Regions from separate parts of the Mus musculus genome. Here region 2 is linked to region 1. The links are chromatin contacts, called in public HiChIP or PLAC-seq maps. All regions are on one chromosome and are shown on one strand. The core of a region is the stretch at or near the end of the contact, and the rest is flanking DNA. Distances in the headings are between cores, read along the strand shown.

Region 1 (3,930 bases), core at 569-3,068:
CAGCAAAACAAAATGCAAGAATATAAAAATGGCATCTGAAAAGGTCCCATATACACACACACTACATGGCCGTTGTCACTGCCTCCCAACACCTCCTCCAAACCCCGGAGCAAGTAAAGACAGTACTGCTCAGAGGGCTCATCACCCCACTCCCCAAAGACAACGACTCATGAGTGTTTGCAAAAAGATATTTACAAAGTGATATTTCACTACCTCTACATTTAACATACGTTGGGCACTTCTAAACATCTAGATAGACCAGATGTTTCAAGTAAGGACTGTTGTCCACTATATACACAGCAGTCAGTAAATGGCACACGTAACAAGAGTAATTACAACTTTAACACAAAATGTAAAAAAAAAAAAAAAAAAAAGTGTTGTTCTACTAACTCTACTTTGTCATACACTGGCAACCTCTTTAACATCTAGAGTGACTAGATGTTGTAAATTAGGACCCCTTTGTCCTTTACATACACTATGTACAAAGAAAAGCCAAACAAAATGGGATAGTGGGAGATAGTGGTTCCTTTCCACTCACGGACCACAGTAGCTTAGAGCTCTGGATTTCCTTCTGGGAACCAGGGCACAAACACAATGCGGTCAACTCAGGAGAGGTTTGGCTTTTCTTCTCCAAACAATAATTCAAATGAATCCTAACAAAAAGGTATTTACAGCATGTTTACTACTTATAAAATATGGCAGGCACTTCAGAGCAGCTAGAAAGACATTACCCCCAAAACCTGGCATTTTCAAACACACTCAAATACACACACACAGGCACACACGCAAACATGGTGTGGGGGGTAAGAAATGAGGACTAAAATGCATACACAATACAATAGGATAAAAAAGAGAGACACGTCTTCTTCACACGACCAATCTGGCTCCGGGCCTCTTCTTCCTCCTGCTGGATCCTCTAAGGTACTGAACAAACAGGGACGAGTGTCGCTCCTGGGTCTTTCTAGAGGCGGCCTAAACAATTCCATTTCAAAATCACTTGCAGAAGACGTGTCCACGATCTTCTTTTTATGGCGACTGGGTATTCACGTCATCTCCTACCTCTCCTTTACCCTGCGTCGGCAATCTCTACAGTTAGACGTCCAGATTTAGCCAGAAGTCTAAAAAGGGTCGGGGGAAAGGTTGAGAGCAGCTTTTTCATATTATATACACAGGACTTCTACGGCGACAGCGTTTCCGAATGGCCGCCTGCGGTTGTCGCGTCTCGGCTTCTCTCGGGTGGAGGGAAGACCCGCGGCCCAAGAATCGATCGTTCCTCTCGCCGTGATTCGGGGCCCCGCTCACCTTCGTCCAGGCCCATCGAGGCCTCGGTTCATCCAGGTCTGCGTGCTCGGCCACGGGTGGGCCTCCCGTCCCGAGCCGGCGATGGCAGAGTGTTCTTGCTCAGACCCGCCGCCTTAGGCCGCAGAAGCCCCGAAGGCCCAGCCTTGGCCTTCAGGTGGATGCCATTCTTCCCGTCATGCCACGCTCGCCGCCACTTTCGAGGCGTCCTCGAAGGCCTGGCTGGGACTCCTCGGTGGGCCCGGCCCTGGAGAGAGGGCGCCGGTGGAGTCGGGGAGGCCGCCGCCATGCAGGCGCATCGTTGGCAGGGCAAGAGTCGCTGCGGAATGGCCGCGTGGCCTAGCCGGTGGCTGCCTCGAGGGCGAGGGCTCCTGGCGTCCGCAGAGTAGGGACCGAGGCTGCTCCCGGGCCCCTCGGGCTCACCCGGCGCGGGCCGAGGCCGTGAGGGGCCCGGGGCGAAGAAGGCCACACTCCCGAGCTCGCTGCGCTCTCTGCCGGAACTGACTTGGCAATTCTTCTCGCCCAGGCTGGAGCGGCACCGGAAGCCCGCAAAAACACCACCGGAGAGCTAACGTTTCCCCAACTGCAAGGTTCCGGCCGGGAGCGGGGGGGGGGGGGGGGGGGGGGAGCCTGGGGTTGGGGGCGGGGGTCTTTTTTTCTTTAAGTCTCTTTACATCTTTTGTAGAGACTAGAAGGCCAAGGGGAGAATAAAAGGCCAAAAGTGAAAAAGAAAAAAAGAAAAAGCCCACACTAGCAGTCCCAGCAATTTGTGATACATTATAAAAATAATTATAGGCAAACGCCTAAGGGCCTGAAGTACTACACTAGTCTCACTAGAAGTGGTGTTATAAACTAATTACCTAGTAAGATAGTGAACTGCTTGCCTCTTATCTACTCAAATACAACCCCATAGAATTTATTATTCCATGAGGCTAAGAAGGCAAATCGGACCCCTCCCCCCACATCACCCCTCTCACAGTTTCTGTCCACGGTGGTGTGTGTGTGTGTGCGTGTGTCTGTCTGTCTGCCTGCCTGTCTGTTTCTGTCTATCTGTGTCTGTGTAAAAGTTTTAGATGCCCTGGAACTGGAATTATAGACAGCTGAGCTGAGCCATCTCTCCAGTCCCCTGGAACAAAGTCTTGAAGGAGGCAAGGGATAACATAGTCTCACAGAGTGTGTGTAAAGAGCCTCCCTAACAGAAGAGAACAGCAAACAGTTAACAGGCTATGAAATGGACCACATAGGCCTTACCTGCTCCACAAAGAGCTAAGGCCAGGGAAGAGAGGAGGGTTGGATCTGGTCAATGAATACAAGACAGAAATGAGAGCCACTGAAGGGCTTTGAGATGTGCCATGAAAGTCAGCGGAATCAGGGACAAGGTCAGAGATGAGAGCCCTTACAGCAGATGGTGACGTATGGTATACAGTAGTTCTCCTGACCCTGGGTTCCCTTTTTCGTTTCAGCTACCCAGAGGTGAACTGCTTCCCAGAAACACTAAGTGGATAATTTCCCAAATAGTCACTGTGTACGTTTTACATTGCCCATAGTCCATGATGCCCCATACCATCCTTCCAGGATGTAATGTGTGCTGTTGTTTACTGCTTCCACTCACTGGTCAGTTAGTCACTCTCTCAGTTATCCGACTGACTATGATCAAACCACACAGCAAGTTCCAGGTTGGCCAAGGCTGTGTAATAAGCACTCTTCTGCCCCACAAAACATGCCAATGGCAACACTATCCTTGGGCCTGGAGAGATGGCTCAGCAGTTAGTGCTTGCTCTATCAGTGGACTAGAGTTTGGATCCCAGCACCTACATCAGGAAGCACAAGATGCCTGTAACTATAAGGAATCCAAAGCCCCTTTAGCTTCTGTTAAAACGCACACTCACATACGCACACGCACGAAAACACAAACACACATGTGGGCTGGAGAGATGGCTCAGCAGTTAAGAGCACTGTCTGTTCTTCCAAAGGTCTTGAGTTCAATCCCCAGCTACCACAGGGTGGCTCACAACCATCTATAAATGGGATCTGATGCCCTCTTCTGGCATACAGGTGTACATGCAGATAGAGCACTCATACATAAAATAAACAAATTTTTAAAAAAAGACAGAATAAAATGTCATAAAATCATTTTTTATTTAATTATGGTTCCAAAGTACAATGCTATAGTGGTTTTAGCAAATTGGACATCACAAAAAAAGCTATGAAGTGCTTCCTTCAGTGAAAAAGATGAACTTTTCTATTTAGTAAGGAAAGAAAAAAACGTGTATGTTGAGAATGATGAGCTCTATAGTAAGTATAGCCCTCCCTGACAACTGTGCTGAGGGTGGAGCCCACAGCCATGGGCATGCTTAGGATTTGCTCTGCCACTGAGCCACCTCTAGCCTAAGCTTACGACTCTTGATGTAAACACACACAGGATCCCAGTCAGAAAGGCCTTTCTGATGAGAAGCTGCAAGAAGACCACAGACTCTTGTCTACGGTAGATGACCAAGGGCCTGAGACAGGGGAATGACTGGAGGGCTAGAAAACTGAAGCAAAGGTCTCTAGCATTGCAAAAGAAGTGCCTGCCAGACTTAGCACCTGCAGAGCAGGAGTGATCCCATGGGGGAGGGTTTCAGACATGAA
Region 2 (4,367 bases), core at 387-2,886, 220 kb after region 1:
TGAAATCCATCTCTGAGTCCTCACAAGCCAAGTGTGGCTCTGTGACCCGTCCTAACAGATGTTTGAGGCTTGTGGCATGGGGACAGCCTTCTGTGGTCACTGTTTTACCCGGCTCCAGACAAACGGCTGTTTAGACTGTGATCAGCTTTTCACTTATAGTCAGTGCTGCTGTAAAGCCTCGGTGAACAAGGCCCTGAAACCCTTTTCTGAGGCCGGTCGACACCTGCTCATTTTAGCCAGCTACACAGTGCAAGGCCACTGTTCAGCCCTGCCAGAGGCTTCCGAATCCATAGAGGTCTTCTTAGCTACCCAAGGGAAGGGACCTTGTTCCTCTCCAGTGACAGCTGCCTGAACCTACAGTCCCTCCTCTCCTGCCCTTCACCCTCCTCTAGGACTCCAAACTGACCTTTCCTCTGCCTATCTTAGCCAGGAAGCCAATTCCTGCAGCATGGGTCATGGCAGATCTCCTCTGGGCCAGTAGCTGTAGTTGGTGGGAGTCCAAACAGCACAAACCCTGGGAGAAAGGGAAGGTTGGTTGTTTTTTTTTTTTTTTTTTTTTTTTTTTTTTGAAGGGAGGCATGGGTGGGCCAGTAGTGTGAGAAGCTGGTACATGAAATTGCTCTGGGTCTTGAGGGATGAGTAGGAGTTTGTCACTGAGAGATGGTGGGAGGGCATTGCAGGCTCAGGCAAGAGGAGAGGCTAGGACTAGAATAGTGGGGTAGAGATGTGAGGAGGGTGGGCAGGCAGTGGAAGAGAAGAAAGAGGCCTGGAGGAGCCTCAGTTGCATACCTAGTATTCTCCAGGGACAGCTGTGTGGGAGCCAGGGGAGGAGGCACATCCATTTGACACCTATTGAATGCCATGATCCAGTACGAAGAGCTTACCTCTATTCTTTATCTCTTCGGTTTCTTAAGGAGGTAGATGCTTATGTGGTCCCGATTGTGCGGGTAGAAAAACGAGCTCAGGGAGAAGCACGGACTATGGTCCGTGATCACAGAGCCCCCGTGAGAGGGAGGACAGGTGCCCGGCCACGAATTCCAGAGATGCGTTAGCCAGCCAGGTACTGCTGCCCAAAACAAGGGTTCTCCAGGAAGCGGGTCACCGGGAGGGGGCACCCGATCCTAGAGGCAAGAACCCTAACGGGAGAAAGAGGGGTGAGAAGAAGCCTGACTCCCGCAGCGAGACCCAGACCAGCCGCATCTTTCCCGTGCCTCAGTTTTCCTACCCCACAGTGAACGCAGCCAAAACACCTTCCTGCCGACCCACTCAATAACCCAGGTTTCCAAGTTCGCGCGCCACCGCGGCCAGCGCTGTGTAACCTCGCTCCGGTAGTCTGCCCTCTCTGGACGATCGGTCGCAGATTCCCAAGCGCTCTTTCCGCTACACACCCAGCGTCCGCAGCCGCGGTGCCCCTCCCCTCCCCTTCCCTTCCCCGGGCGGGCGGCGGGGGTGGCGCGCCGGGCCCCGAGCGGCCCCCGCGGTCCCCCGCAGCCCCGGGCCCCCGGCCTGATCCGCGCCTGGTTTTGGGCGCAGCCGCGCGGCCCCCTCCCCCGCGCGCGTCTCCCCGCCCCCCGCCCCCTCCCCGCCGCTCTCGGGGAGCCGGGGCCGCGCGGCTCCTCCTCCCGCAGCCGCATCTGGGGCGCCGCGCCGGCCGGAGGAGAGGCATGGGGCGCCCGCGGGCCGGGGCCGGGGCCGGGGCCTAGGCGAGCGAAGCTTAGAGCGAGCGGAACGAGCGAGCGAGCGGAGCGGGCGCAGCGCAGAGGCCGAGTGGACCGAGGCGGTCGAGCGCAGGGCGCAGGTGAGCGCGCGGGGGTGGCACGCGTCAAGACCCTCCTCCGAGGCTAGATCGGGGGCAGCCCCCAGCCGCGGGCAGACCCCGGGACAGATGCGCTCAGCGACGGGGTCTCCCGGATCCTCTGACGGGCAGTGGCGCCCGGGCCTGGGGACCGACGCGGGCCGGCCCCTCCGATGCTGTCGGCCCTTCCCTGGCCGGGGCGCAGGAGCGGTTCCCGGCCCTCCATCCGCAGGCGGCTGGCAGCGGCAGCCCCCTCCCAGCCGCGTGTCCGGGCGGCCGGGGCTTCCTTGCCTTCAGCCTGCCGCACGCTCGTACTCCCTTCCCGGGATCTCCCCGGGACCGGGCATCCGGGGAGGGGGCGGGCGACCCCGCGCCGCATCGCCCCCGGAGCGCTCGTCTGCCCGGGAGGGGCCGAGCGACCCTGGCACCTGGGCTGTGGGGGGGCCGCTCACATGGCCACGGGAGGCCCCCACGTGCGGCGCCCCGCGGGAACGGGGGTTCGCGTACAGAGCGGGTGGAGGATAGACCAGGTGGCTGCGGAGGCCAGCTGGGTCCAGATGTGCAGGGCCTGCTGGGAGGGGACATGTGCTACCTGGGCAAGTGATGGTCCCTGGGCCTCCTTGGGCAGAGCTTGCCTTGTCGGATTCCCCATCCAGCCCTTCATCCATCTCCTTTCTCGCGTTCTTCTATGCTGCCTGTGTTGCGGAAAGGGCTGTCACCGACTGTTGATGTTGTGGGGGAAAATGAAATGGGGGAAGGGTGGTGGGTAGGTGGGTGGGTGAAGGCCAGTTGTGGCGGAGATACCCAAAGGATGGGGAACCTTACGCTTGGAGGACTGTGCTGATGGGGGGGGGGGGAATGTCCCAGCACCTCCACCTGCTTGGAAGTAGAAAATGCAGAGGGGGAGGGGGCTGCAGTCCCCAGCCCTAAGGAGGCTGGACTGCCCCGCCTCTACTCTTGGCACCTCCTGTGCGGTGGGGGAGGGTCCGGTCCCTCTGCCTCTGTGGCTTCACCAGACAGGACCATGTCAGAATGCCTGTTGGAGGAGTCTGTGGAATTCTTCCCTCAGGTGGCTACCTCTCTCCCCTTCCTCTGGTATAGAAAACTGTGGGCTGCCTGGGCCAAGGGTGGTCCGAGGGGCCTGAGCCAGACTGTTAAGGACAGCGGGACTGGGTGGGGCCGCAGAGCTGGCTTCCGGGCTGATAGCCGAGGCTCGGGTTGGGGGGCCATCCTCCCCCTCAGCTGGGCTTCAGCGACTGCTCAACAAGCTCCGAGTATGTTCCCAGTAGCTTCTGACGATGCTGTCTGTGCACGTGGGGCAGGCGTGTGTGCCTGTGTCTGTATTGGGGTTGGGGTGGGATAGAGTGTGTGGGTTCTCCGGAAGCTGGGCAATGCCCGGTGTGCCTGTGAGTGGTGTCCGCGAAGCCCTCGTCCATTTAGGCCAGGTGGAGCTAGGCTGGGCACTGGAGAGGTAGGTGGGCAGGGCCCCGAGTCAAGAGAAAGTGTGGGGTAGGCAGGGCCTGATGACTGACTTACAGAACCCGGTACCCAGGACTATCCTGCTGGTGTCAGCCAGAGATGAGCTGCAGGTTTGAGGGCTGTGCCCCGGGCCGGCGCACGGCTGCTTGGCAGCCGAACTTGCTGTTTTGAAGGAAGGCTGCGCAGCACTCAGGGGCTGAGGGTGGAACGTGTACTTGGGAGCTTTCAGAGGACTCAGTGACGTATCTAGTGTATCGGGGCACCCACTGGCATCTTGTTAGGATTTTGTGGCTCACAGGCATCTGGCTTCATAAATGCCAGCGTACCTACACACTGAGGGATATTGTCCGCTGCCCTTTACCCAGCAGAGAGCAGGGTCTCGCCCCTCCCCTACAACTGTAATTGATGAGTACTCATTGATTTGAAAAATAAAATAAAATAAATTTTAAAAATAGCGTTCCCGAACTCCAGTGGACTTTAGTATATTTTCATTTAAACATTCCGAAATGGGAATGAAAAAATTTTAATTCTGATTTTCTGTTTTTGGAAAGCATATAGTTGGTCCATAGTTCCCAGCCTGAAGCCCAGCCCCCTCCCCGCAGCAGCTACCTCTCAGCTGCATCTTGCTCCCCATCTTCTCTCACTTTGGCTCTGGTCTCCCTGGCCTGCTTTCAGTTCCTGGACTGTGTTCAGGTTGCATTTAGCCTCAGGGTCTTTGAGCATACTGGGTCCTCTGCCCATACCCCCTCCCCCAAGTCCCCACCCACATCACCTACTTAACTCATCAGCCTGGCCTCATCCTGAACATTGCCTTTGGAAAAAAGCCTCCTCCGTGCCCAGGCCACTGTGTCCCTGTCAACATCTCCACAGCCCCAAGACCTCTGTGCTGTGACTGACATGGGAGGGGCGGCGACACACCTTCCCATTAGCCTCCTTGTGCTGAGGACGGGTCTTGACTGGCTGAGGGAACTTGCTCTTGTTTATTTATTATTTATTTATTTATTTATTTTTGGTTTGAATGAATGGGTGAGTGTGAACTGGGGCATTCCAAGTGGAGGATGGGCACAGAGGATACTTGGTCAGGTCCAGTTGC

What was found. HiChIP or PLAC-seq counts read pairs in DNA pulled down with a chosen protein or histone mark.
Region 2: a contact with region 1 is called in an H3K4me3 HiChIP or PLAC-seq map of embryonic stem cells, with 12 read pairs. The contact joins the promoter of Dlgap4 here to the promoter of Norad in region 1. A contact is called at or near these places in 4 of 39 promoter capture datasets (HPC-7-derived erythroid cells, embryonic stem cells, liver and 1 more) and 1 of 115 datasets of contacts at active chromatin or transcription factors (embryonic stem cells).

The regions. Positions count from the first base shown.
Region 1 is chr2:156,391,161-156,395,090 of GRCm38.p6, forward strand. Norad (non-coding RNA activated by DNA damage) reads right to left here and starts at 1,819. Exons shown (of 1, transcript NR_024329.1): 1 at 1-1,819. The region is part of intron 2 of Gm14170 (a long non-coding RNA gene); the gene reads right to left.
Region 2 is chr2:156,612,061-156,616,427 of GRCm38.p6, forward strand. Dlgap4 (DLG associated protein 4) reads left to right here and starts at 1,637. Exons shown (of 13, transcript NM_146128.6): 1 at 1,637-1,798. It overlaps Gm14169 (predicted gene 14169), which reads right to left and starts at 1,362. Exons shown (of 4, transcript NR_040372.1): 1 at 1,226-1,362; 2 at 885-1,136; 3 at 407-514.